4 separate regions of the Mus musculus genome follow, and all the other regions are linked to region 4. Evidence: chromatin contacts called from public capture Hi-C and promoter capture Hi-C data. All regions are on one chromosome and are shown on one strand. The core of a region is the stretch at or near the end of the contact, and the rest is flanking DNA. Distances in the headings are between cores, read along the strand shown. Region 1 holds the start of Ndufs8 (NADH:ubiquinone oxidoreductase core subunit S8). Region 2 holds the start of Unc93b1 (unc-93 homolog B1, TLR signaling regulator). Region 3 holds the start of Aldh3b2 (aldehyde dehydrogenase 3 family, member B2). Region 4 holds the start of Ankrd13d (ankyrin repeat domain 13 family, member D).

What was found. Promoter capture Hi-C pulls out the DNA fragments that hold promoters and counts their contacts. Capture Hi-C pulls out chosen DNA fragments and counts their contacts.
Region 1: a contact with region 4 is called in a promoter capture Hi-C map of neural stem cells. A contact is called at or near these places in 2 of 39 promoter capture datasets (neural stem cells and pre-B cells), 6 of 130 datasets of targeted methods (the SCID.adh cell line, embryonic stem cells, memory CD8 T cells and 1 more) and 3 of 9 other capture datasets (adipose tissue, liver and pancreatic islet).
Region 2: a contact with region 4 is called in a capture Hi-C map of embryonic stem cells, with 3 times the contacts expected there. A contact is called at or near these places in 2 of 130 datasets of targeted methods (double positive thymocytes and pancreatic cancer cells) and 3 of 9 other capture datasets (adipose tissue, embryonic stem cells and liver).
Region 3: a promoter capture Hi-C map of adipose tissue shows a contact between it and region 4. A contact is called at or near these places in 1 of 39 promoter capture datasets (embryonic stem cells) and 1 of 9 other capture datasets (adipose tissue).

Annotation. Positions count from the first base shown.
Region 1 is chr19:3,908,471-3,916,105 of GRCm38.p6, forward strand. It overlaps Ndufs8 (NADH:ubiquinone oxidoreductase core subunit S8), which reads right to left and starts at 4,304. Exons shown (of 7, transcript NM_001271443.1): 1 at 4,240-4,304; 2 at 3,219-3,276; 3 at 3,096-3,146; 4 at 2,691-2,786; 5 at 2,428-2,600; 6 at 683-811; 7 at 393-604. The coding sequence starts at 3,276. The coding sequence ends at 473. Aldh3b1 (aldehyde dehydrogenase 3 family, member B1) reads right to left here. Exons shown (of 10, transcript NM_026316.3): 9 at 6,824-6,923; 10 at 5,021-5,614. The coding sequence ends at 5,424.
Region 2 is chr19:3,930,038-3,936,963 of GRCm38.p6, forward strand. It overlaps Unc93b1 (unc-93 homolog B1, TLR signaling regulator), which reads left to right and starts at 5,149. Exons shown (of 11, transcript NM_019449.2): 1 at 5,149-5,315; 2 at 5,725-5,866; 3 at 6,232-6,385. The coding sequence starts at 5,157. It also overlaps a transcript of Aldh3b1 not described here.
Region 3 is chr19:3,969,946-3,976,619 of GRCm38.p6, forward strand. Aldh3b2 (aldehyde dehydrogenase 3 family, member B2) reads left to right here and starts at 2,383. Exons shown (of 10, transcript NM_001177438.1): 1 at 2,383-2,668. The coding sequence starts at 2,631. Aldh3b3 (aldehyde dehydrogenase 3 family, member B3) reads left to right here. Exons shown (of 10, transcript NM_028545.2): 10 at 1-493. The coding sequence ends at 2.
Region 4 is chr19:4,278,265-4,286,013 of GRCm38.p6, forward strand. Ankrd13d (ankyrin repeat domain 13 family, member D) reads right to left here and starts at 4,873. Exons shown (of 15, transcript NM_026720.2): 1 at 4,617-4,873; 2 at 3,905-4,040; 3 at 3,654-3,778; 4 at 2,899-2,944; 5 at 2,673-2,816; 6 at 2,273-2,462. The coding sequence starts at 4,706. Grk2 (G protein-coupled receptor kinase 2) reads right to left here. Exons shown (of 21, transcript NM_001290818.1): 21 at 7,735-7,749.

The DNA of each region.
Region 1 (7,635 bases), core at 3,054-5,553, 370 kb before region 4:
GATGGACTCAAGCAGAGCCTGGAAAGGATCCAAGTCCAAACTGTAGCGATGGACAGCCAAGAAAACAGAAGACCTGGACCTCACCTCTCAGACACCCAACACCAATGGGGACAACAGGCCCCTGGTGACCTGCACTGCCAGGCTGTGGGAAAAAGCCCAGATGTGTGATACGGTTCTGGGTAGTATTGCCGATCACAAAGAGGCCTGGTAGGCCTGTGCACCATAGAGGATGGCTGGGTTCTGCATTTGCTAGACTTTGGGGCAGGTGAGTGGCTGGAACCCACTGAGAGAGCGATGCAGCAGGCCATGCACACCTGGTCTGGCTGGAGCAAACCAGATGCCCCTGGCTGCGTGGGGTAGATTCTGCCCTAGAAATGGAACAACACAACAGGTAGCTGTGGGATCATAGTTTCTTTATGGGCTAAAGGGGCCACAAGGCTGAGCCAGGTGGCCAAGGTCACCAGTGGTCTGGTCACCGGTACAGGTAGTCAGCCTGGATGTTGGCAGCGATCTCGGCCTCCCACTTGTCTCCATTGTTGAGTAGCTTCTCCTTGTTGTACAGCAACTCCTCGTGTGTCTCGGTGGAGAACTCGAAGTTGGGGCCCTGTGGGAAGGTGGACAGTGAGCAGGGCGAACCCTTCTCAGGAGCCTCAGTGCGAGCCACTTCACCCAGCCCGCTCACCTCCACAATGGCATCAACAGGGCAGGCTTCCTGGCAGAAACCACAGTAGATACACTTGGTCATGTCGATGTCATAGCGTGTCGTTCGGCGGCTGCCATCGGCTCTTGGCTCAGCCTCAATGGTGATGGCCTGAAGGAGTGGCCACAGGTCACTGTCATAATGGCAGACCCCTCCTGAATCTGCCCATCACAGTTCAAACTGACCCCTGGAAGTCTGCATGGATGCCTGGTTTCCTCAGCCCTCCAAAGGAGCCACCGCTCACGTGGCCCCATTAGTCTCTGCCAGGTGACCCTCCTGTCCCACAAGGAAAAGATTATGATCTGCTCTGCTCCCTGAAAAGGTGTGGCCCTAAGAGGGCCCCTGGATAGTAAGTACCCAATTACTGTCATGTTGAACAACTTTGCTAACGATCCCCATTTGTTGGAGAAACTTAAGAGAGATTGAAAGATTTCCTGAATTCACATAGCAATGAGGGACACAGACCGAATTTTAAGGTATATTCTTAACTATCAGTTTCTGAGGGGACAGCTATATGCCAGCTAAGGGTAAGAAGGGATGGCCTGGAAACTACAGGCCAGGAGGACCTTTAAGGAACTTGATACTCCCTAGTGGCAAGTTTGCTACTCACAGTAGAGCCTCAGGAGGCATACATCTTTCTTTCTTTCGAGACAGAGTTTCTCTGTGTAGCTTGAACTCTGCAGTTCTGGTTGGCCTGGATTAAAGGTATGCACCACCATGTCCAGCAAAGGCACACAGCCTTTTGTGTTTATAACAGTGGGAAGAAAATCTCTCCTGGCTACTCTTACCGTTATAGGGAGAATATGGGGAAGGAGCCTAGCCTGTCTGTGCAGAGTGCACACCACCTAGGAGCCATGCCAGACATCACTGAGCTGCTGAGGCACAGCTAGGAGCTGGAGTTACGCATGGCGGGCTAGGTAGTGTCCCTGGGCAGGTCTCACGGCTGCAGCTGCTGGAGCTCATGTTAGACACAACAAAGCCATCACTGCATTTTCCTGTTTCCAAATAGTCCCAGCCTCCGGCATTCTGTGCAGCACCCACCAGCATAACTGAAAGCCAGGCTCTGGGGAGCAGCTAAGCTCTGGGGAGCAGCCACTCCTGTTGCACATCCTCAGCTTGAACACAGAATGGCCACACAGACAGGGCTCCTGAAACCACGCCATGGCCTCTAGGCTCAAATGTCACATGATTATTGACTCCCAGGGTAGGATATGAGTACTCCACGTGGCCTGCTTGGGATGGAGCCGCCCCCCAGCCGGCTTCCTGACTCAGCACTTGACATTAAGGACTCACTGTCCCCCACACAGGGTCAGGGTTAGGCCAAGCGAGAAAAGGACAATGTCAGGTGTCTGTGGCAGTGCATACTTTTATCTTAGTACTCCAGAGGCAGAGGTAGACAGATCTGTGAGCTCAAGACCAGCTTAGTCTACACAATGAGTTTCAGCTGGTGCTACATAGTGAGACTCTGTCTCAAAAGAAAAAAGAGCCAGGAGTGGTGGTAGTATATACCTTTAATCCCAGCACTTGGGTGGCAGAGGCAGTCGGATTTCTGAGTTTGAGGCCAGCCTGGTCTACAGAGTGAGTGCCAGGACAGCCAAGGCTACACAGAGAAACCCTGTCTCGAAAAACCAAAAAAAAAAAGAAAAAAGAAGGGTCTTTCCCGGGGGAGTGTATCAAGGTAGGGGTCAGATCAGATTTAGGGCCTAGTAGTTAGAAGGCAGACTCACCTGTGCAGGACAGATGGCCTCACAGAGTTTGCAGGCAATGCAACGCTCCTCTCCAGATGGGTAGCGGCGCAGTGCATGCTCCCCACGGAAGCGCGGACTCAGTGGGCCCTTCTCAAAGGGGTAGTTGATGGTGGCAGGCTCTCGAAAGAGGTAACTTAGGGTCATGCCCAGTCCTGGGAGTAGTACAGAGCTGGTAAGAGGATGCTCTCCTCTCCGGCCGTCCACGCCTGACTCTCCCCTCTCCCCTCTTCACTGGTACCCACCTCGGATGAGTTCTGTCCACATCAGAATCCGAGCTGCATTGTCAGTTGCGGACTTCATGTCCACCTCAGACTCCTGTTCCTTCTTATTCACATACTCTGCAGGAGGTCAGGGAGGGAGGTTAATGGAAGCTGGCTTTGGAAGCGCACCCAGGCAAAGCTTTTCAAGTTCAGGGAGTGAGGGACCTAGGTCCTCCTAGTGGGTCCTGATAACCTAGCAGCTCTTTCCTGTCACATGCCTCCCGCCTTTGATGGTACTACAGTGACTGAGTCACAGTCTCTCTTGATCGCTACCTTCATTTTCAGAGTGGAAACTAGAGCTCACAGAGGGTCCCTAGCAAAGCAATTTCCCGGGCCTTGGGTGTGACGACGGTCAGAAAAGCTCAAGTCAGAATATTGGCTACTCACTGTACGTTGCCGCCACTGCGCTGCTATGAAGGCTTTGTCCATTAAGATGTCCTGCAAGGAGAGAGGTGATTTCACACCAGGAAGCTCTGCTCCCCCACCCCCAGGAAAGGCCTCTAGCCCTACCTGTGCGCATGGCCTGGGCCAAGGCCCGTGGCAGCATTGATGAGCTCAGGCGATACATCTGGAACATGGAGAAGGGAAGAGAAGGGTCTAAAACTGCCCTCCTCTGAACCTCTACCTTACGCCCCATTCACTCACAATCCCACTCAAGACCAGCACCCCTAACCCTCAATCTGACCTCACTCTGCTGACTCACAGTTCCTGGGCACCCCAAGTTCCTTCTATTTCTGCAGTTCCTAAGCAACCTATTTAATCCATTTCCCCATGTCCACTCCTCATCCTCCGCTCACACCAAGGCTCCCTGACCACCACCAGTGTATTCAGGAGCCTGGATGGTTCTTCTGGTGGGTCCTCCTAGTGGGTCCTGATAACTCTGAGCCAGGCTTCATGTCAAATGTCATAGACCCTGTCATCCTGTCATGTTAAGTGATTGCTCCCAAATTACCCAATGTCATTGGAACCAGGACAGGAATCCAGGAGATACCTGCAGAAAACCCTTAAAGATTTAAATAATTACCAGGGTCAAGTTCCTCTCCTCAACCCAAGGGGCTCCTGGAACTCTCCCCAACCTGCAGAGTGACCTTGGGCAAATGATGTCCCCTGGCCTCAGTTTCTGGATTACAATGTAGGAAGAGGGGTCCCGAAAATTAGGGATGTATGCAAACAAGGGGATTTTGACCAAGAGTCTGGCAGATCACCAACGCTCTAGCGCCCTCTTGTGACCTTTGACCTGTAGGGGTCGGCCAATTCTTGACCCCAAGCAATCCTGGATCCAACCTACCACTTTCTCTCAGACCTTCCCCTTGACCTCTGACCCTATGAACGCAGAAGGCAGCCGGCGAGGCAGCGCATGCGCCTGAGGGTGCAGGCTTTCCGGTCCGCAGCTCGGGAAGGACGCACAAGCCGCGGGTCCCGAGCCGAAGCGCTAGATCCCAGACTTCATAAGGTCAGCGGTGACACCCCGTTCAACCCTGTCGTTGCGTCACCCAGACCCTGTCTTCGCCGCCTTGCCCTGGCCACCCACCTTGAAGTGCTGCGGCTCCTTCCCTGGCCCAGATGCGGTTCAACCGGAAGGCGGAGCCTAAGCTCAGGATGCTGCCATTGGGCGAGCTTCTCACGCCTTTTTCCATAGTGCCCTTTCCTTCTTTGGTCTGATTGGCCTAGGGTCCTGTAGGAGGCGGGCCCAGGACTATATTTTTCTCTAATTGGCTGATGGGAGCAGATGCTTGAAGTTTTGTAGGGAGCTGCCATGTTGTATCAGAGAGGTTAATGCGCCTGACTTCCGAGATCCTGAAGGCGGGACTTCCTGACCTCGGTTTGGGACGCTGCTACAGTCCGGGGAGGCGGGAGGGGTAGGGCTCATTTGAATACTGCAAAGATGGCGACAGCGTACAAGCGCTTTAACCACTGGTCCTTGTAACGGCCGCGGGTAGCAGGACTTTTGTCAAGTCTGCCCCTAGGACTAGAGAACCATGAGGCAATCTGCATGCCTTGTATGGAGTGATCAGAAATGCTTCCTTCAGGAAGTAGTGTCTAAGCTGGCGGTGTAGAATCTGGAAGGCCAGGAAGGACATGTTGACTTAGTCAAAAACCAGGCCATGTGTAGAGACAGGATGTCAAAAATTTTGAGTTTTAGCAGGTGAGTGGCTGGAAGCGCCATCCCTTGGAGCATGGAGCTCAGACTGGTGGAATGTTTTACGGCTGAGTAAACTTGTGAGGTGAGGGGTGAGTTGTAGCTGGGGAAAGGTCTTGGACTTATCACGGAGGCAGCACCTCCACTCCAAAAAAGACAAGACACCTGTAGCTTGGAGTCAGCCCTCCTAGTTTAATACTTCCACGACGATAGGCTGTTTTGTTAAGGCTGTTTTATTTCCATTGTGCAGATAGAAAACTGAGAGTGAGAAGACCCAGACAGGCCTGGTCACAGAGTATGACCTGTGCCGATTATCACTGCTCCCTTGCAACACTATCCACGAGAGGGTGGGTAGTTCAGAAGTGCTCTGTTTTCTCGAAGATTCTATGGTCACTGCATCCCTTCCTGCCTTCCTACCCTCAGCCTATCTTATTCAAAGGTCCAAAAAGGGGAGCCCCAGGAGGCAGAGGGCTCCACCAAGAAGGGCTGAGCAGACTGCTCTGTGGCCTTGGCCCTGGCAGGCCACTTCTCTGAAGCTGTGCCCCAGGCAGGCTCCTGTACCCCAAAACCCCTGCTTACAGCAGGGTGCAGCTGCAGCACCTCTCCTCCATGGCCACCAACAACACCCTGAGGTTGCGACTGGAGTAGGGTGGGTAGCGCAAGTCATTGATTTTCTCCATTCCCGGGCTGCGCAGCAGACAGGCACGCTGGTTGGAGAAGGTGTCAAAGGAGAACTTGCCGTGGTACCTGCCCATCCCGCTGGTTCCTGTGGGCAGCACAGAACATGGGTCTTTAGGTCTTTAAGGGCCAACTGAGGGGACATCACATAGACTTGGCTTTGACAGGTAGGCTATCTTAGCCTGTTTCTCTGTGTGTTCAGTGGACTAATCACAAGGCGTTATGGATGAGTACTGAACTTGCCCCAGCCACTTTACCAGGTGCCCTTAGGGACAGGCAAACTGAGGTCATGGGTATGAATTCTGGAGCTAGGCTTCCCAACGTTGAATCCCAGCCCCATACTGAACACTCTAGGCAAGTGACTGCCTCAGGCTCTCTGTGAGAGTGGCATCTTTTTTCTAGGTTTGTGGCAGACATCTTCAAATCTGTGTAGCTCTTACTGTCTAGGAAGGAACAAGGACTCAACCCAGAATGTCCAGGGGACATGGCCTGGGTGGAGTTGGTAGTAATGAAGCTGGCTTGTTAAAGTGAGGGACGCCAGAGGATCATGGAGTCAGCCAGATAGTGTGTAAGTGGGGAAGGTGGGGGGAACATGTAAGGGTTCAAGTTCAGTAGCCATCACAAGAGACTAAGGGGGAACAAGAGCAGGACTTCTAGGCCAGACCAGGACTAGCCGGACAATGCTGTCATTTGCTCTGATATTGAGTCTGACCGGGTGGAAGGACCAGGGCACTTTCAGTGAGGAAGTCGACCTAAAGGAGAAGTAGCTGTCCCGGTCACATGCCTGTGGGCTTGCTGGAATATAGCTGTGAGGTTTGAAGTTGGGGGCGGGGGGTGGCAGGGGGGTGGAATGGGGCATCTCCACATGCCTGGCCTCCTGGAAACAGAGACACCCAGAGCTGGGTGTGCAGGGACTTGGGAAGGCTAAAGGAGGCATCATTTGGCCCTGCCATGGAGTTGAAGGCCAGAACTATGTGGGGATGGGTGGCCAAAGTCTGGGGGAGAGACAAAGAACTCAGTGGCTGGAGGCAACTGGTGTGTTTTTATAAACCCACCAACGTGATCTCTCTGTAGCTTCTCACCCACATGTTTAGTGCAAGCATATCTGCAAAGTTCCACCACAGACTGTAGGGAGGTGGGAGAGAGGCAGGCTAGTTGGACAGTCAGTGGGGAGGGGCTTATGCTGCACTGGGCACTGAGAAGGGGGCACATCTTCTGCAGTTAATGTGGTCAGGTAGCAGGATGGGGATGCAGGTAGGGGGTCAGCCCAGGAGGGCAGAGCTCTGCTGCTACCTACCCACTCCTCCAAAAGGAAGGCTGGACAGGGTCATGTGCATGAAGCCATCATTCCCACAGAATCCCCCGCTGCTGGTCCGGGCCAACACCTGTTTGATAACCTGGGAGAGAAAAGATGCAAAGCACTCCTGGACGGACCTTGTTTCAGTGAGGGCCAAGGGGGCCCTAATGGGGCAGACTCACAAACTCCACCCTGGGGCATATTCTCTATGGATCCACCTGTATGTGTCCCTGACAGGGTGTTGAGGGGACCTGGCACATCTACTCAGACGGGCAGAGTAGGGACACAGTGAGATGTCAAGTCATGGAGGTTTCCCAGGGAGGGAGAAGGGGAGGGGGATAACTACTGAATTTTAGTATAAATGAGACAGCTATTCCAGAGAGAAGGGGAAGAGAAATAAAGGGAGCTGGGGGGGGGGGGTGAGTTTGGGTCCCTAAGGTCAGGTGGGCATAGCAGCCTGAGCTTAGCCTTGCCTGAATTTCTGGAGGGTTTTCTCCAGTCTGCAGGTTCCTCAAACGCTGAAGGGAAAGGAGATAGGTTTGCCCTACTTACTCTGATGACACCTCTGAGTTGGGCCCTGTCTGGTGAAGTGGATCCTACCAGGTATCAGCATTGCCTCAGCCTGAGGCTTCCCAGAGCAACAGCCACATCAGAGGGAGAGCAGGCTGGAAACCAGCCTGGTCTCAGACCAGTGCTGGGCTTAGGAGACTCTGAGGGGCAGTTGGCCCTCTCTGCCAAAAGTGCTGTGTTGTGTTTTCTAACGGTCCCACAGAGGAATGGCTAAGTTTGAAGGTGAGTCTGAGATGGTCCCA
Region 2 (6,926 bases), core at 3,899-6,398, 350 kb before region 4:
AAGGGGGGAACAAAGAGGCCTGGAACACCAAGAAAGACTGTACACCCCGCCTAGCCTTGGCTACGCTCAGTCTCAGTTTCCCCATCTGTTAAAAGGAAAGGCCAGACCCTGAGTCCAAAAATACGGTCTAAGGACCAGGCTCTCTTCCAGCTGAAGCCCCGGCCTCTGCCTGCCCGTGACCCTCGATCTACCTCCAGCTGAAGCCCACTCACAGATTTGTCACCTCCAAACCTCACATTTTACAATGAGAAAACGGGATCTGTGAAGGGACAGGGTTTGGCCACGTAGGATGTGCGTGGTAACTTATGACTATAGAGCTGGGGCTGTCTCTCCCCAAAGACATCCCCTCTGCCTGCCACCCTGTGTTGCTGAAGTGGCCCCTGGGGTCCCGCTTCTCTGCAGGTGCAGAGCTGTGCCTGGCTCTACTCCAGGGACACCTGTGGGAGCCAGCACAAAGGGGGATGACTTTGAGCAGCTGTTGGGACAGACAGGCTGGCGATTGGATTACATGTGTGTGGGGGGAGAGAGAAACATCCTTCGTATCTCTGCCCTGGGCCATGTTCAGTGTCTTTTCCCGCAGGTGCCCTGGGCCAGCAGGGAGGTTGCTGGCCAGGGCCTCTGCGCCGACCTTGCACCTGGGAGATGCTCTTCACCGCCTCACCCCGCTCCCCAGCCTACCTGGGAGGGCAAGAGAGGCCTGGAGACCCACGCCCCGCTGGCAGACCCGCAGGATTCAGCTAGCTGGGGTAAGGTGTAGAGCTGAGGGGCCACTGAGGGCCTTGTCTTCTGCGTGGGATGGAGCCCCCAGCCGCCGCTTGTCACGTGGAGCAGCATGTGACAGCTCTGCTGTGTTACTGTCTGGAACTGAGCCAGACAGATGCACAGGCAGAGCGGCGCTGTCATGTCGGGCTGAGCTGGAGCTGGGCTTGGAGTGCTCAGCCAGAAACTAGGCCCAGAGAGGGCCAGCCACTGGTCTGAGGCCACACAGCAACAAGGGGCTCATCTGGCAGAGATTCTAGTAAGCAAGAGGGGTGTTAGAGGATTCGAAGAGTCTCCTTCGTATCAGGGGGCTGTCGGGGACTTAAAGTTCAGGGGTTAAATTTGTCTCAACTCAGGAACAGCCTCAGATGAGGCCCATGGGAATTCCAAATTTCTAGGACAAGGGATTCGAGGTGGTATTCTCTGGGATTCAGCCACATCATTGTCAGCAAGACACAGCACTTAAGAGGAGAGCATCAGCTGAAGAAATGGCTACATCTTACTAGCCTGTGGCCCTGTCTGTGGAGGATGACCTGGGTTGTTAATTGGTATAGGAGGGCCAGCTCATTGTGGGGGACACCATACCCTGGGCAGGCAGTCTTGGCTGTGTAAGAAAGCCAGCCGAGCGTGGGCCTGGGAGCAGAGAGCAGGGAGCAGCATCCTCCGTAGAACACGCAGTTGAAGCTAATCCCCAACTAGTTTACAAATAAACGAGACCCAGACTATGGTTATTTTATCTGTCTTTGACAATTACTGGGGGGAGGGTCACCCCTAGTTTACTTTTCTACTGCTGGCCTGCCTACCTCCTCAGGGTGTACCCCAGTGACTTGCTGCCTTCTCTTTCCTCCTCTTCCTCTCTTTCTCAGCCAGGTAACTCAAAATCCCACCTGGTTCAAATCCCTCTAGTAGTTGGCTGCAGCCATTTTCTCTTCTTTTCTTTCCTTTTTTTTCTTCTTTGGTACTAGATCAATCATTGGGGGAGGCTTGGTTCATCAGTACTTCCTGGCTGCTACCTTCCTCACAGTTACCAGCACACTGCTCAGTTCCTCTCGCTTCCTCTTGGCGCAGATGTGTGTGCCCACCCTCTTCTAGATGAACTTGAATGCACTTGCGCACACTTCCTTGGACATCTTGGGCAACTCCATGATGTAGGGCGCGAATCCACACACTTCCTGGATCATGTCACGCAAGAGTTTGGTGTGCTTGGTGAGGCTCCCACGGATCCATCTGGACCTTGGTTGGCTGGTGTGTGGGCCTTGTTGAAGCCCGTGGCCATGGGGAAGTGCAGGGACATGGCTGCTGCTCGCCAATGGTGTCCAGGACAGTGGCTGTAGCCATTTTTATGGCTTAATTTAACCAGAAGTTTTAACTTAAGGAACAAGATTTGCACAACAAAAGCTGGTAACTGTGAGAATTCACTTGTGGACCTAGACCTTCAGTATAGAATTTAGCATTATGGTATAGCAACAGACCAACCTCAACAATCCCCCATGGTCTCTGCTGTATTTCTTTTTTTGTGTTTTTTTTTGTTTGTTTGTTTGTTTGTTTTTGTTTTTTGAGACAGGGTTTCTCTGTGTAGCCCTGGCTGTCCTGGAGCTCACTTTGTAAACCAGGCTGGCCTCGAACTCAGAAATCCGCCTGCCTCTGCCTCCTGAGTGCTGGGATTAAAGGTGTGCGCCACCACCGCCCAGCTCTGCTGTATTTCTTTAGCTGTGAAGTGGTTCCCTTGGTCAGAAGGGTGCCATGAGAAACCTTGCCCTCAAGTTCCTGTCTCGATCCTGCCTTTTTTTTCACTCAGTGATGGACAGGACCTGGAATTATAAGCTGAATAAACCCCTTTCTTCTCTCAGCTGTGTGATCACAGGAGGAAAGGAGCTAGAACAGCCCCCAGGATGGGAGTCGGGGCTCGCAGGTATGAGCTGCCACGGACCATTTCCGCTTTTTCTTCCTGTGAGGGATATTGATTACTGTTCTAAGAATTTAAAAACATGAAATGCAGCAGGGTGTTGGTGGTGCACGCCTTTCATCACCACACTTGGGAGGCAGAGGCAGGCGGATTTCTGAGTTCAATGCCAGCCTGGTCTACAGAGTGAGTTCTAGGACAGCCAGGGCTACACAGAGAAACCCTGCCTCGAAAAACTAAACCAAACCAATAAAAAAAACCCCAAAGCATGAAACATTATTGTAGAGAAGGCATTGGGAAAGTGTGTGGGTTATACTGCTCAGTACTGGGGTCTCACCTCAAATTGTCATGGTCTAACTAGAGGTGGCAGAGATAGAAGCCTTGTCAAGTTCTCTGCTCTGCAAATCATAGTAGATGTCTACCCAGGGGACCTCCCTCACCTGACACATTTTTTACAGTCCACCTAAGTTTATGTATGTACATGTGTGTACAAATGCCACCTCATGCTATGGAGGTCAGAAGACAGCCCACAGAAATCGCTCTCTTCTTCCACTATGCAGTGCTCTAGGATTGAACTCGGGCAGTCAAATTAAGCAGAAAGCATTTCTACTAGTTGAGCCATGTCTTTGGCCCCAATTTCTGTTCTTAAATCAGTGGCTGACTGGGAAAAGGGCACAGATATTAAGGACATGATACTGGCCTCTGCTCTGGTACACAGAGACCTCAGCCAATGTGATTGAAGGGTGCATTCCTGAGAGGGGTGGGGCTTCTTTTGGGTGCTTCCTCTCAGCCTCTGTCAGAGCATTCACATATCGCAAACCTCACATATCACACACACAAACACACTACACACCATGCACACAATACACTATACACATATACCATACATACCACAAATGTTACATGTAAAATAAACATACATATACATACATATACACAATACACATATCACACATACATACACACATCACACACACATACATTACACACAAATACATACCACATACACTACATATCAAGCGCGCACACACACACATAGACACATCACACACAGAGACATATACACACTCATAGACACATCAGACACACACCACACACACAGTCACATCACACACACACACACACACACAGGCACACCACACACATAGGTACATCACACACACACATAGGTACATCACACACACACAGACACATCTCACACACACTCACACACACCCACACATACCCACACATACCCACACACACATACCACCTTGCCCTTTCCACTCAGTGCCCACTGAGCCCACTCCCTGTGGTACACCCCTCCCTATTCCAGCTGCTCTCTTCTCATTACGCCTCACCTGACCCCTCTATCCTATAGGATTGCATCCTCTCGGGGTCTCAAAGTCTACTGCCATTCCCAACAATATGATCACTCAGCCACAGGCTCACCACGGCTACCACATGAGACTGTAAACACTGGTGTCCACTCTGCAGCCACACAGCTTCAGAGCTTCCTAGTGTCCACTGTGTCCCTCCTGTCCTGTGTCTTCCATGCCCCAGATGATGGCACCACCCTCTCTCTGTTCTTTCACTTTTATTTTTGAGACAGTATCTCATGTATTCACTTCAAATTTCAAACTTGAGATGTAGCAAGATGACTCTTTGAATACCAGGTCTCTTTTCTCCACTTCTTGTATGCTGGACTTACAGGTGTGCACAGCCATGACCACCCCAGGATCACCCCAGGACTCTGCTCATGACAGGAAGCACCTGACCAACTGCACTACATTCCGCCTTTGCTCCCTTCATAGAGCCAACAAAAGCCCACCTTCTGCTTCACCACACATACAAAAGTCACACACAAACCAAAAACATATACAGACATGCCACACAGACAAACCATACCACATACACACACTAACCACACATTACAGACTGCATACATACACGTACACCACACACATACTACATACACCATACATACACACTGTACACACACATAAAACAAGCACACAACACACATACACACACAAACCACACTACACACATTGCACACACATACACATACACCACACACATCACATTCACATACTATATACACCGTACAGCCGGGAGTGGTGGCGCACGCCTTTAATCCCAGCACTCGGGAGGCAGAGGCAGACGGATTTCTGAGTTCGAGGCCAGCCTGGTCTACAAAGTGAGCTCCAGGACAGCCAGGGCTATACAGAGAAACCCTGTCTCAAAAAAACAAACAAACAAAAAATTATATACACCACACACAAATAAACCACAGCACATAAAAACCACACACACACACACACACACACCACACTACAGACTGCACACACATACACCACACACACATAAACAAAAATCACACACGCATGCACACACATGCACCACATATATACCACACACACATACCGCGCGCACACACACACACCATGGACAGTATTAGGAGGAGGCGGCCCACACTAGACGGGGTGGGGCCTACTAGACAGGGCGGTCTTTGATGAAGGAAGTCCCAACCAGCTGCTGGTGCCCAGAACTGCAAGCCCTTGATCTGGATCTGGTCATGGAGGTGGAGCCTCCGCTCTACCCTGTGGCCGGGGCCGCGGGTCCTCAAGGGGATGAAGACCGGCACGGAGTTCCTGATGGGCCAGAGGCTCCCGTGAGCAGGGCAGGGAAACACAATGGGACACCGGACCGACTGCCCCGCGGGGCACCCGGGGGGGGGGGGGGAAGGTCCCTGGGATGGGAGGCCCCCTGTACCCTAGGATGAGGGGCGGGGCTCCAGACTGGGGACCAGGGTCTCAGAGTAGGAACACACTCTGGAATAGGGGATGGGGCTCTGAGTGGAAAGCTGGAACCCGGAGTGGGGAGCAGGGATTTAGAGAAGAGACCAGGACTCCGGGTCAGGGGGACAGAGATCCAGAATTGTGGACTGACACCCCGAGTGGGGTGCGGGGGCCCTGGGATGGGGACTAGGACCCTGGATGGGAAACCTGAGTTCCTGGAAGCCGGGATAGGGTCTGGAGTCCGACCGGGGAGCCAACATGTGATTAGTGATTGGCCCGCAGTTGGACGAACTCGTGGGTGCGTACCCCAACTACAATGAGGAGGAGGAAGAGCGCCGCTACTACCGCCGCAAGCGCCTCGGAGTGGTCAAGAACGTGCTGGCGGCCAGCACGGGTGTCACCCTTACTTACGGCGTCTACCTGGGTAGGGAGGACACACTAACCCTGCTAGCCCTCTGCTTCCCCTCCCCCTCCACTCCCGAGCTTGGAAAGAGAAACCTTGCGGCTAGCTGGCCTCCTTCCCCTTTCACTTCCCGGGTCACATCTGCTGTTGCTGTGGCGTGCACTTGGGACTGGGAGGCGGGGTGTGCCACAAGCCAGTGTGCCCCCAACCCAGCCAGAGACTCGGTGCGGGAGGCTGGGAACGGGAGTCTTGTTCTTATCCTGGTCCTGATGAATACAGGAAAGGGTCGCTTAGGTGACTCGGCGCCCTGCCAGCCTTGCCGTGAGCTTGTTTAGTTGTTCTGAGCCAGACTGATTAGAGCTCTCTACGATGCTCCCTGTCCCCAGGCCTCCTGCAGATGCAACTGATCCTGCACTATGATGAGACCTACAGAGAGGTGAAGTATGGCAACATGGGGCTGCCGGACATCGATAGCAAGATGCTGATGGGTATCAACGTGACGCCTATCGCTGCCCTGCTCTACACACCTGTGCTCATCAGGTGCCAAACTTCTGTTTCCGCGCCCCCCCCCGACTTTGTGGGGTACAGAGACTGTTGGATCATAAGGCCACCTGCTGCCCTCCTATTTTGGACTGAGGCGAACTGCAGAGAGGCCTTGCTTGTTTGGAAGAGTGAGAAGGAAAAGGGGAAATCCCAGCTATAGAGGAGGAACCAAGAGATCCCCCATCCCCCCTCCCCCCATCTGCACATTTGGTTTCATGGGGACTCTGGCATCCTACCAGACAAACTGTGACTTCCTGGGCTACAGCCTTGAAACCCCCAGCACAGCCCAGGTTCTCAGCCCAGTGAGCCATGACTATGTTGAAAAAAAAAAGGTCTCACAGAAAAGGTCTTAGCTGCAGAGGCTCAGGTTGGTCAGGCTGGAGCTCTAGGGCACATATGGTTCAACCTCCAGGCCATTGCAGAAATGTTCCCCAGCCTGATGAGACTCCTGAAATGGGTAGATTGGGGAGGAAGGGTTTATTTCACATGATAGTCCATCATCCAGGGAAGTCAGGGCAGGAACTCAACCAGGTAGGAA
Region 3 (6,674 bases), core at 1,133-3,632, 310 kb before region 4:
AAACACCACACCGACTCCTCTCTCCTGCTGCCCTGCCCCAACCTATTTAAGCTTTCATCTGCTTCCAAGTCCCCAGTGGTTCCTGAAAGGCGAGTGCCTAGTCCAGCCTGTGAACACCCCATTTCTGGAATTTTTTCTGAGCTACCTGTAGCCAGGCATGACATGTAGATGGCTGGTCCAGCCCCTTCTCATAGCATAGCACCCTCAGCAGCCTTCCAACCTTCTGCTTAGACAGAGAAGCCCCCTCAATAAGTTTGGGCAGATCTAGTGACTAAGGGGGACTTACTTTGTCAGATCGTAACAGGATCCCAAAAGACAGAGCAGTTGCTCACAACTCCATCCACACCTGGAGGGTGGCTTTGTCCCACCTGAAGTGACATGACCATGGACCCAGATCAGATTATTTGGTGGAATCTGCCTGTCTGAAGTGTGTTCATTAGTTGCTTTCCTGTGACTTCTATTAAATGTCCTGATACGGACAAGTTCAAGAGGGAAGGATTCTCTTGCAGCTCATGGTCAGAGGATTCAGTCAGCTTCAACATCTGATGAAGTTAAGGATCTTGCCAAGATCCTGGCAATCCATTCAATGCTCACTTCAGTCACAGGTGTCATCCTCAGAGAGAAGCAGAGGGTGAGGATGTAGTTCAGTTGTATTTTGTCAAGTGTGTGTGAGGCCAGGAGAAAGGAGAAAGGTGATATGGGGTGATGTGTCTTAAGACAAAGGTTATGTAAACACAGGAGGAGACTGGAGAGGTGAGACTACAAACCAGACACCCGGAGCTGGAAGAGGCAGGTGGCTCCTCCCCCACAGGCTCAGGGGACAGGCCTCAGCATATTTTGTTTTTGTTTCTGTTTTTGTTTTTGTTTTTGTTTTTTTTCCTCTCTGAGGCAAGGTCTTGGTATGTAATCTTGGCTGTTCTGGAACTCATGGCAATCCTCCTGCCTGAGCTTCCCAAGAACTGGAACTACAGGTGTGAGATACCACACTCAGCTTGGTTATGGATTTGTGTCTTCAGTGTTATGAGAGAACACAGCTCTGCTGTCTCAGCCACTTTGGGATATTTGTCTCCTCAGCCTGGCATAGGACAGAGCAGGGTACAGGAAGCTCCCTAGTGGTTTGATTTCACACTCTGCCCATTGCTCTCAGGGTCATGACTGTGTGGGGTCCTCTCTGGTTTAGTTTTCTTTAAAATGTATCACTAGTGAGTTAGGTTTCACACAGCCTGTAGCCCACACACAGTGTAGCTTTGCAACTGAGGGTGGGAAGTCATCTTTGGGACCCACCTGATGCTCTCGGGAAGGCCACCCCGTGTAAGCCATCCTGTGTCCCTGCCCCCGTTCCTACTGTGCTCCCTTCCTGGGCCCATGGACACTGAGCTCTGACACTAGCAAAGATTCGTGGGCCAGAGCTTTGTACTGTGCTGTGGCTCCTAATGGCTGAGCTCCAACCACAAGGAGAGGTTATGCCAGACACCCACTGGCAAAGACACCCTCTCTTCAACCCTGAACTGGGTGTGTGTTTGATGCCTGGGTCAGGGAGGGGTGGGGCATAGGGTCTGGTCACCAGTGAGGGACAGTGGCAGGGCTCTGTCTCCTGCTTCTTAGACCCTAGGAGGTACTCGGTGAGGTACAGAAACACTGGGAGCCTCCAGTGCCGCAGCCCCAGACACACAGCCAGAAGCTGTGAGCTGTCTTCTCACTCCCAAGAGAGTGTCTCAGAAATCATGATACTAAAGGGCTGGGAGATTGCTTGGTGGTTAACAGCACTGGCTGCTCTTCCTCAGAACCTCCATTCAGTTCCCAGCACCCACATGGCATGTCACACTATCTATGACACTACTTCCAGGGGATCTGATGCCCTCTCTGACCTCTGTGGGTTATCAGGCATACATGTGGTGCACAGATACATGGTAGAAAACCACACACATGTGCACACACACACACACACGCACACACACATTTATGACATTAAGCTCAAAGAGGTTAAATAATTTGACTAGATCTCACATGTAAATAGGAAATAAATAATTTCCCCCATTGAAGCAATCCCCCTGCCTGCAAAGTCTCCTCCACAACTGCCAGTGCCCTTTTCCCTACTCCATGTGTGTCATTTAGTCACAGGAGAGTGGAAATAAAAGTCCCAAACCTTTTTGCTCTAGACAGGAACACTGTCATTGTGTGTGTGTGTGTGTGTGTGTGTGTGTGTGTGTGTGTGTGAGAGAGAGAGAGAGAGAGAGAGAGAGAGAGAGAGAGAGGAGATGATTTAGCCCCAGGAGGCTTCCTGGAGGAGGTGGTATCGATGTCAGGAAACTGACGAGGTTTGTCTTCACCTTTCACCCCCATGACTTTTCTCCTCACTAGCTGACTCCTTTCAGCTTCTCCAGAACATTCAGACGCACAGAGAAGCCCGTACAGCCTGCCATTCCGGTTCCCTAGAGCTGTGCCCAGGAGGCAATGAGGGAGGGAAGGCGTGGAGTTTAGGAGACAGCTGCCCCACCCACCACCTGTTAGAGCTTCAAGACCAGGCGCTGCACTGCCAGATAGGGCAAGGCAGTGTGACCCCACCTAGAAGGATCGGCAGAGGCAATTGAGAGCCTGGCTACAAGAGTTGCTGCACATCTGGAGCCAGAATGTCTGCTGCAGAGACAGGCTCGGAGCCCTCTCAGGGGTAGGTGGGGCCTCTGGAACTGGTGGCAAAGGGGCCTCAGTACAAAAAAAAAGGCCCTGGGTGGGGGACGGATGTGTTGGGAATACAGATGTGTTGGGATACGGAGTCACGGGTGAGGGGCAGGGCTAGGAGCTGAGGGTTTGAGACCAGCAGTGAGCCTATGTCATTACAACAGGACAGCCTAGGTCATTACAACTCTACAACAGGACCGGAGGCCTAGGTCACAGGTACACAATCATCTGCCTGCTTCTTCTGAGCCTCACGTTCCTGTTACATATAAGAAACACCCAAGAGTCTCAGGACGAGGGGCAGACCTCATCCTGTCTGGAGAAGCTCCATGATGCTAAGGTGGCAGCCGCACAAGCAGATGGAGACCTGGCAAGGGACATTAGAGCTGCCACCAGGATCAGAAAGGAGGGGACCTCTTGGGAGGCAAGATCAGAGCTGAGAAGTTTGTCTGTCTGTCTGTCTGCCTACCTGTCTGTTTGAGTCAGGGTCTCACTGTGTAGCCCTGGGGGTTCTGGAATTAACTGTGTAGACCAGGCTGGCCCCAAACTCACAGAGATCTGTTTGCCTCTGCCTCTGGAATGCTGGTGAGCATTACCACACCCAATCCAGTTTTAGGTTTAAAAAGCTATGTTACCAGTGGGGCTCAGTGGTTTTTGCCTGTCATCTCAGCTCTCTAGATGTTGAGGTAGGAGAAGCATGAGTTCAAGGACAGCCTAGACTGCGTAGTGAGAAAACAGGGGCGTTGTGGATGACAGAAGGCTTGCCTAGAGTGCATGAGGCTCTGTTTCTGATCCCCCAGGACTGAATAACTGAGTGTAACTGCACATGTCTATAATCTCAGCACTTGGGAGGTAGGAGTGAAAGCATGAGGGTCAAGGGTTCTAGGTCATCCTTTGATAGATAACAAATTCAAGGCTACACAAGATCCCATCATCATCCCACCCCCATGCCGAGTGTGATGACCCCAGCACTCCAAGGCAGAGGTAGGTGGCGCTCTGTGAGTCTGAGGCCAGCCTGGTGTACATGGAGTGTGCCAAGCCAGCCAGAGCCACATAGTGTGATGCAGTGTCATTAAAAAAATAGTGTTGCTCACTGTGGCTCTGGAAACATTACATTCTCTTGGAAAATCTGGAAGCAACTGAAAAGCATAGAGGAAAGGATAAAAACCATGTGCCTAGAAGCTCAGCATGGTGGCACACATGTCACCTCCATACCCAGAAGCAGGGGGACTGCTTCAAGTTGAAAGTTACAGAAAGAGTACCTGGCCAGCTAAGACTGTGCAGTGAGATCCTGTTCCCATCACCACTTCCACACACCTGCCTCACATCAAGCAAAAGCAGCTGGGCATGAAAGCTGGGAAGCCGCTGTTGGCAGAGACAGGGATCCCCCTTGGTTGCAGTGACTAGAGCAGCTCAAGGAGTGAGGTCTGGACTCAGCTTCCCAGCTTTCATGCCCAGCTGCTTTTGCTTGATGTGAGGCAGGTGTAAGGACTGATGTCAGCTTACAGATCAGAGACCATCACTGAGGGAAGTCAATGTTGGTGCTAACTCAAAGCCAAGGAAATACAACAGAAACCACAGAGGGCTCTGCTTTCTGATTAGCACACAGGCTTATTCTCAGCAAGCTTTCTTACACAGGCCAGGACCACCTATCTAGGGAATGGTGCCACCCACAGTGGGCTAGGCCCTTCTGTATCCACTAACAATCAAGACAATTTCACACAGGCAAATCTGGTCTGGGCAATCGCTCCTTTGTGACTCCCTTCTCAAGTGACCTTAGGCTGTGTCAGATTGACAGTCAAAGCAAACTGGGAAAATCAGCTGGACTCTTTGAGCTTCACTTTCTCATCCTTATTATGGAGTAATGATATGTATTACAAGGCTTAGATAAGATGAGACATGCCACCCCTCTTTCTAAATGCCAGTTCTGCCTTCCTTCCAGCCTTGTTCCCCGTTGCATGTGGTGTGTATCCACCCCGGCTCCCCATGAAGCAGGTCCCATCAAGACAACTGTCCCTGCTATACCCCATTTCTCACACTCTGCACCCCGAAGCCTTTGCCCCGCTGCTCCACATCCACAGTGCAGTGTCCCTGTGTCTTCACTGCAGTTAGAGCCTGCATGACATGACAGCTCTCTGGCCTGCCTCCAGAGATGCCGATGCTGCTGATCCTGTATAATTACAGACTCGTGCTATGTAACTGACATGTTAGTCAGTGACAGTCAGCGTGCACAACAGTAACCCTACAGATTATAACAGAGCGGAGTGGAATAGGTTGTCCCACATTAAGGAGCCCCAGGGACCTTACTACATCCCAGCTTCAGTCCCAGGGAGACAGTAGGAAGGATGGACACTGTTAGAACCACAGGCAATGTGACCAGGAGCTCATGGAGCCTGGGCAGGGGCACTGTGAGGGCTGGTGACATGGTGACATGGCACCCCAGAAGGAGCTCTAGGGCATACAGTCTAGGCCAGTTGTTCCAGTTGTCCAGGGACTAGGGAACCAAGTAGCCCCAGCCAGGCCCAGGTCCTCCAGGGAGTCCCTGCAGGGAATAGCCCCTGGTCTTCCTGGCTAGGGGTCTAGGTGGGGACTCCCCTAGTTCTGACTGTAAGGAACGAGGGCTCGTGTCCCCATGCAGGCCTGACAGGAGGTGAGTCTGCTCAGGGACATCCCTGCAGGCCCCAGGGGAGGGGGACCTAAATGTGGAGGCCTCAGTAGGGAAATCATCTGCTCTGTCATGGGGAGGAGAGCAAGTCTGCACTCTCCTGTCTCCCCACATTTCTCAGCTGGGACAACCCCTGAGATCAGCCTGCAGTGGCTGCTCAATTTAACCTCTTGTTCTTAAGAACAGTCTCTGTCCTAAGAGTTCTGTCCACAGGGGCACTGTTTTAAAATTCTGTTCAATGCCAGGGTTGAGGGGTGTGTGGTGGGGTGGGTGGTGGTGGAACTGTTGTGAGAGTAGCTTTCTCCACAGAGAAGCGCTGCCTGCAGAGATGTGTGTCTGGATGTCTTTAATTAGGATGTTGGCTGCTGATGTTCAGGGAGGATATAAGTGTCAATGGGGTAGAACCTCAAGGGTATTGAGTGAGGTGCTGTTCCTGTCCCTCTCAGGGCTGAGAGCAGGTCCCAACTGATATATTTTGTAATGCATTGACATGATACAGAGGGAGGGGTGCCATGCTGAAGCTCCTCCCCCCTTTGCAGGTATTAGCTGGGTGTAGTATGAAATGAAGTTTATTTGGGACATGGGAATGGAGTCTGGGGAAGTGAGTAGAGAAAGAAAGGGGACAGAGGACAGAAACTGAAAGGAGAAAGAAAGGAAGAGGCTGGCCAGAAACACATGGAGAGAGAGATGAGAGAGAGAGAAAGAGAAACCTGAACAGTCTTTAATACATGAGTCAGATTCATACCTGGCTGTTGCTAGGTAACTATTGGGCGGAGCCTAGAGGAAATGCTAACACCAACAGTGCTGCTCCTGTTCACACATTCAAAGCAACACCCATTCCCACCCAACTCACAACACAAGACGCTTGTGTACAGACACTCAGGTGTGAAGAAGCACCCACTGACAGAGAGAGATGCCTTACATGTATGTAGACACTTGAAAATGGGCTCACATGAATACCAACACACAAGCACATGCATACACAGCCATATCAATATCAGCTTCATAGTTGGAGGCAAGCCTGGGCTACTGTTATGTGGCAAAACTTTTCCTGGGGTGACAGAACACATATATCTACTCACCCCAGACAGGAATCCCATAACAAACCAAAGTATGGTTACCACTAAAATCCAACCTGAGGAAACAATAACTTTACAGCTTACTTACAGGAATATGGGAGAGGGGGTCACTTACAGGAGCAGAAATAACTCAAAGACAGCTGCCTCACCAAGGCCCAACCCAGCATGGGTGACAGCTCCCAAAATCTGGAAATCCCACTCAGGAGGCAGAAGCAGGCAGATCTCTGTGAGTTCAAACCTGGTCTCCGGAGTGA
Region 4 (7,749 bases), core at 3,623-6,122:
TACTCATATACATAAAATAAATAAATCTTAAAAAAGAGAAAGAGAACCAAATCCCAAAGGTTGCCCTCCAGATTCCATATATGTAACATGGAATGTCTGTGTGCATCTCTTTCCATCTCTCTCTCTCTCTCTCTCTCTCTCTCTCTCTCTCTCTCTCTCTCTCTCTCTCTCTCTCTCCACACATACATACACACACTGATAAATTTTTTAAAAAATTACAAAAATTATTACAAAACAGTCATTAAGACACTGAAGGAAGCCAGGCGTGGTGAGGTGGCTCACACCTTTAATCCCAGCATTTAGGAGGGAGGCAGAGGCAAGTGGATCTCTGTGAGTTCTAGACCAATCTTATCTACATAGTAAGCTCCAGGCTAGCCAAGTAAAAACCTGTCTCTTAAACAAACAACAACAAAACAAAGAAAAAAACACTAAAAGATGACTTACAGAAATGCCAACAGTAATTGCACATCACATGATCAATTTCTTAGAGAATATAAACTGCTATGTATGGCAGTCATGCCTGTAAGCCCAGCACTCAGGAGACAGACTAAGGATGGTTCCAAGTTTGAGGTCAGCTTGGTATTAAGAATAAGATCCGCCTTTAACCCCAGCACTCGGGAGGCAGAGGCAGGCGGATTTCTGAGTTCCAGGACAGCCTGGTCTACAGAGTGAGTTCCAGGACAGCCAGGGCTACACAGAGAAACCCTGTCTCGAAAAACCAAAAAAAAAAAAAAAAAAAAGATCCTGCCAGGCGTGGTGGCTCACGCCTTTAACCCCAGCACTCGGGAGGCAGAGGCGGGCGAATTTCTGAGTTCAAGGCCAGCTGGTCTACAGAGTGAGTTCCAGGACAGCCAGGGCTACACAGAGAAACCCTGTCTCAGAAAACAAAACAAAACAAAAAAATGGTCAACATCATTAGTCATTAGAGAGATGCCAATCAAAACCACAATGAGGTGTCACATCCTATCACCAAGCCTAGCTGGAATACAGAAATCAGAGAATGACCACACTGGAGCACTGGTGAGAGTGTAGAGGAACTGGAACCATCATACATTGCTGGGAGTAGGTAAGATGATCCTTGCCCGTTGGTAAGGCATTTCACCAAACAAAAAATACTGAGTTATTACATGATCCAGCAGTTCCATTCAAAGGCTAGGGATGCATCCAGGAGAAATGAAGGCACATGCTCACACAAAATTATATAAAAGTACATAGTATGATTATTCCTAATAGGCAAACAGCAGAAATAACCTAAAAGATGGAATTATATAAATAAATATAGAATAACTGTGAGGACTGGAGAGATGGCTCAGAAGGCAAGAGCATCTACCTCTGCTTTTGCAAGGGACTGGTGTCAATTCCCTGGACCTACATGGTTGCTTACAAGCATCTATTTCTCCAGTTCCAAGGACTCTGATGCCCTCTTCTGGTCCCCTTGGGCACTGCAGGCACATAGTACACATAGATCCAGGCAGGCACACCCCTCATATAATTATGGTATGTCCACACAATGCACTCAGCTATAAAAACAAATGAGGAGTTACCAGCTACAGTGACAGTTCGGATGAACCTTGAGAACATCCTAAAGTGAAATCAATACCCAAACAGCAACAGATTTGCAAATTCCAAATAGGGAGATCATTGGATATGTAGGCCTGGCTGAAGGGAGACTGCAGCTAAATGGTTACTTCTTGAAACAATAAATTTTTAAAAAGTTGTTGTGGGATGAGGGGGGTAAGGGTTGTGGGAGGGGATGATTGGGAGGGGGCAGTGAGCAGGATGTAAAGTGAATAAGTACAATAAGTAAATAAAAAATTTAGCCGGGTGCGGTGGCGCACGCCTTTAGTCCCAGCACTTGGGAGGCAGAGGCAGGCAGATTTCTGAGTTCAAGGCCAGCCTGGTCTACAGAGTGAGTTCCAGGACAGCCAGGGCTACACAGAGAAACCCTGTCTCGAAAAAAAAAATGTTGGGATGGCACATATGTTAATAGGAGCCATAGAACCCCTGCTCCTCAACCTAATCAGCCTCTAGTGATGCAGGGTCAGCCTCCCATGGGTGTCAGGGACCCTGTGGGCAGTGCTTTTATCAATGGTGGTTTACACTGAGCACGATGACACATACTTATAAAGGTACTCAGGATTTGAAGCAGGAGGGTCTCTGGTTCAAGACCAGCCTGGGCTACACAGTGAGACTGTCCGTAACTTTAAAAAAAAAAAAAAGTGTCTTCTTATCTCTCCTCCTTCCCCACCCATAGTACCAGGCCCCAACTGACCTCTCAAAGGCTACATTGCGAGTGTCCAGGTGGGTGGAGACAATAGGAGAGGTGAGCCGACTGGCCACGTGCTCCTCACTAGGCCGCATGGCAGCCAGCAGCGCTTCTGGTTCATGCAGAGCTGGAGCTAGGGTCTCTGTGTGCACCACCTGCCGGTCATGATCCACTTCCATCACCAAGGCTCCCGCCTCTGTCAGCCGCAGGGGTGTCACAGGAGGAGGCCATATTAGTGCCAGGTCCTACCAGTGAGCTCTCCTCAGCCAACTGTTGCTAAGTAGATAAACCCCCAGGCCCTGGATCCCCTCCACCCTCAGCTTCGGTCTCCACGTTCAGAGAGCACAGAGAGAGAAGGACACATGCTTAAAAGCCACCAGGGAATCTGAGGTGACAGACAGCTCACCCTGACCCCTGAAGATGAAGCTCCTTCGGCCACGCTGCCAGGTCATGTGCTCAAAGCCCAAGAGACTAGTGTCCACCCGCAGACTCTCACCCCGCTTCCACACACGGTACACATCGCTCGGGCACATCTTGGACACAAGAGGTACTGAAAGAAGTCTCAGAGTCATTGGGAATCTCCCCCCAAATGGCCCACTCCAAGTCTCTGCGGTCAACTGAGCCCCACTCACCCCAGCTAGTGAACTCCCATTTCATTTCCACGTAGAAATCAGGGGCCTAAGAAAAACCAGAGCTGCCTGTTAGGAGCCATGGCCTGGTGCCACAGCCAAGTAGGCCTTGGGCCTCACAACTACTCTTTGGGAGCCCACAAATTCTGATGCACTGCTGTGGCCCAGCTATACTCCCACTCCAAACAAACCATGCCAAGGAGAGAGCCCAAGTAGGCCCTAAAATGATCTACACATATAAAAGTTATAAGCATTGGGGGCCTAGAGCTAGTTTTGACATGGGCCATAGCCCACTGTGGGGCCCTACGAGGTCCTCTGTCTTTTCTGTGTCTGAGTCCTTTATCTGTAAAGAGAACACAATGATCCTTCCAGACCTTCCCACATGTGAGGAGCACAACTGTGCCTCTGTCCTTTGTGTGCTTCGGATGCACAGGACTAGGCACTCCAGGGTCCAGGCCATCTCTACCCAGTCACCTTTCTGGAAATTTACATTCTCTAGGTGACCCAAGGCCTACCATTCTATCCAAGAGATTCCTGGTATCAGGGACCCTTAGTGCTGGTGAATGTCTTCCTTGCAAAAGACCCAGTCTCATCTGCATGGGCCTGGGATCCCATATTTCTTACATGACCCTTGGCAGAGGTTGAGACACAGATGGTGGGAAAGCGTCTCGCACAACCTAGATACTCCTCCAAGGCCAGGCTTATCACAGGAAGACGGAGCGCCTGTTATACCCCACTTCTTTACTCTATGGTAATACCTGACGGAGTTTGTTGAGCAGTTCTGGAATGCCAGCCAACCTCTGTGTGGCCCTCTGGAAGTCCCGATACTGGAGTACCAACTGTACCATCTCAGGGTCTCCAGTGCTGACTGCCTCCTGCAGGACTGGAGATGAGCAACTGCTGGGGTAGCCCTCTTAGCGCCCCCAGGCACGGTTACTTACTCCCCCTGCCCCCCATTCACCAACCTGGAAGCTAGTCTCAAGGGAGGACCCTCTGCCCTGCACAGTACCTGCCCAGCCCTGGTGGCTCTCTTTGCCCACGTTGGCATTATGTCGGAGGAGGACTCTCACAGACTCCAAGTTCCCCAAGGTCACAGCAAGCTCCAGGGGGGTTCGCCCTTGGGGGTCCTCCTGCTCAATGTCGTGCTAAGGGAGATGGGTCACTCAATACAAGGCAAGAGAGGGCCAAAGCAAGGAGGTCACTGGATTGAAAAGGGCTGGAGTTACTATGGGTAACCAGGTCAGTGAGAAGATAAGAGTGTGGCCTATGTGGACTGGAAAGTGTCGGGGTAAAGGGGACAGTAAGGGCCAGTGGGAAGGAACTGCTCATTTCTTCTGCCCTCTGCTATCCAGAGTTGAGGGCCTGGTGGTGGAGTCTAGCAAGACAGATTCAGGCTAGGGATGCTGAGAGTTTAGACCAGCTTGAGGGCTAGAACACGGTTCTTGTCCTCATTCTAGCTCAGAGGTGATGAGGGTGAATCCTGAGCTTAACGCAATACGAAGGGGGCAGATAGCAGAGCAAGGCCCAACCAAGGGAGATGCGCTAAACAAATGCTCAAGCTCGAGGGCAGGTGACCAGGGATTTGGAAAGAGCTGGACCTAAGGAGTCAGGATGCAGCTGCGGAGCACAGCAGGGGCGGTGAGCTGCGGAGTAGATTCCGTACTTTGGCACCGGGGCTTGGGGAGGAAACCAACCGAATCGGATCCCCTTCAGGGCCTCACCTTGCGGCTGTGCAGTGCGGCCTCCAGTTCGCGGTGCCGGTTCGCCCAGACTAGCCGGTGCAGCGGGAAGGTGGGGCCCAGGCCGGCCATGCTGGGCTTCAGCACCGCATCCCGAGCGAAAGGCCCAGCCCTTCTTGGCCTGCGCCTGGCACGTCCCCTGCTCCTCCGCTCTGAGCCGCACCTCAGCCGCACCCGCTGCAGCCCCGCGGACCCCTGCTAGAAGCCGCCGCAGCAAGAGCGAAGGCGGCAGGGAGGGCGGGGCGGGGATCTGGGGGCGGGGCTACATGGAGTTAGGGCGTGGCGTCGGGCTTCGCACACCCTCGCCTCCCGTAGCTACGGCAACCACTGCAGGCCTGCGCGCTGGGGGCGGGCGGAGTGTGTGTGGGGTGCTGTCCAGTCTCCAGGGCAACCACATGCGCCCCAGGAACAGCCGGAACTTCATTTTGAAGCGCCATGGTCGGTGGGGTTGTTCCGGAGGGCGGGGCATAGCTGCAGCTCCACCCGTGCCCGCAGGGGGCGCCCCAGGCCCTGGGCAAATCTCTTAGTGGTCAGAAAGGTGAGGGAGGAGGGAACGGAAGGGGAGTGGGGTAGGCTCGGTGGCACTGGGATTGGGCCAGGGTCTGTTGTTCTTGCAGCCCCCCCCGCCCCCACCCCCCCCCACCCCCGCTGACAATGTGTCCTTCTGTCTAGCCCACTCCTGAGTTCCATCAGCACCGACTTGTCTTTTATAGGCGGGTGGGATGGGAAATCTTGACCTCATCCCTGCCAGCACAGGCGCTTAGCTTCTGGAGATGGGCACCCCGCAGCAACCCCTAATGCTGACCAGTCAAAGCTTTCTTTCCCGAGGATCTGTCTGGCCTTGATGCCTGGAAGACAGCAAGGAATCAGGAACAGGAATATTGTTGGGGTTGGGGGACATAAGCTCAGCTTCCTGGCTGGGTGATCGGCCAGGGTGCACGCTACCACCACAGGAGTCCATTTTGCAGAGGCTGCATTTTACTGCCAACAGGGAAGGAAGGAGAATTTCGAAACAAGGCTGGCACTTCCACTCACACAGGATCTAGGGTTCAAGCAGCCAGCCAGCTTAGTTGGGACCCTTGGTTATCTTCAGTCCTACCATGGGTTCTCTGATCCTGGTCTTGCTGGGTGGCGAGGGGGTAAACCAGACTTTCCAAAACTGACTCTGGTCTGTTTCTCTATTTTTAAATCTTACATTCATTTTTGTGTGGGGGTGCTCATGAGTGTGGAGGTGAAAAACCAACTTTTGAGAGTTGGTTCTCTCCCATCCTTTAACTCAGGTTGTCAGGTTTGGCAGCAAACACCTTCATCGGATGGCTCCACCTCCCTATCTGTTAAACTTAGTGTGATGGAGAAAGGCCATCTAACTGAGGTTCCCTTCCTGCCCAAGGATGTCCTCATCTCTTCAGCCTGATTGCCACCTTTCTCCCTGCGATCGGGTGGTTTATAGCAGTCCGGGATCTAGGCTACCCACCGTGTGTGCTGTGGTCAGGTCATCTACGATGTCTGGACTTTGGGAGGAACTCAAGGCCCTGAGCTTCTAAAGGTCCAGAGCTCTGCAGTTAGGTCCTGCTGGTCTCTGCTTCTGTCAGAGACTTCCTCCTCAGCATCGTCACCCTGGCCCTGGACGGCCTAGGACTTGCTGCAGTCTTGAGCATCTCTCCGCCAGTCTTTACTGCTCTGACATCGACCCTTCTTTCCACATGGACCTCCCTCTCCTAGCTGACAGCTTGTCCACTCCCATCTGATATCACTTCCAGGACACCTCTGGTCTTAGGTATTCCATGCTGCCATATTAGGGTGTCAGAAGCCAAGTCCAAACGCCTTTCTCTCTTCCTTCCAGGCCAGCTGTGCTCTGAGCTATCATCACCTCTTTTTTGTTGTTTTGTCTTTTGAGACAGGGTCTCACTAACTAGCCCAGACTGTCCAGGAACTCTCTCTCTGAGGACCAGACTAGACCCAAACTCACAAAAGTGCTGGGATTAAATGTGTGCTCTGCCATGTTCAGCTCCACCTTACCTCTTGACCAACAACATGGCCTCCCTCACACGCTCCCTCAGTGTGGCCTGGCTTACTACACTGTTCCATTTTTTCCTCTCTGGCGTCTTTCACCTCTTCCTTCACAATCACCAATTACAAGAACATCTTTCCTGGACAGAAGCAATGGTCCTATCTCCCCACTTCTTGCAGTGACCAGCTATTTGTTTTAGAGCCAGTTCTAATGACTGCAGCCTGCCCTAAAACTTGAGACCTAGCTAGACATGGTAGCAAACCCCTGTAATTCCAGCACTTGGGAAGTGGGGGCAGAAGGGCGAGGAGTTCAAGGCCATCCTTAGCTACACAGTGAGTCTGAGGCTAACATCTGCTAACCACCCAGAGCCAAGCAAGTTCAGCCCCCGGTCTGTTCAACGCTCCAGGATGCAGTCACTGAGTGATCTGGGACTGTGCTAAGTTAAGGCTGGCCTTTCAGGGCCCCAAGGCCTGGTTCCTTCCATTGCAGTTTGCTGTCTTAAGTGCTTGACCATTCCTGATCTTAGAAGCATCTCTACGAATGACTACACTAATGCTGGAGGTACAGCTCAAATGCCATTTCATCCAAGACCTCACAGCATCTGCCCCAGAATTCTCTCCTCCTCTGTGCACTGAACAGGAAGGGCAGTGGTGCTCACAGGCTGTCTCTGGCCAGGCCTGGAGCAGGGGCACAGGAAGAGGAAGGTCATTCCTGGGAGCACAGGCTTGATGCTGATGCTCAAGCCAGAGGCCAGGAGAGCTTACACAGTGAGGCCAGTGCCAGCCAGACACAGCCAAAGGCTCAAGAGATGCAGTGTGGAAGAGAAAACAGATGTGTGCCGAGAGGAGTGGGGATTAACACAGTGCTTGACGTGCAGGGGCAACTTGCTGAAACCAGTATACCCCCAGCCATTCCAACCATGACAGCTGACGAGAACTACTACGGCTACTCCTGCTTATGTGGGAGGCGAGCGGAATAATTACTCCACCAGGGAGGGGAGGACGGGTTACTAAGCTCCTCCCCTTTCAGGCCCCAGACTGAAGTGACTGAAAAATAGTCACCAGGCACAAAGAGTCTGAGACAGCGAGGAGTCAGGCACCATTT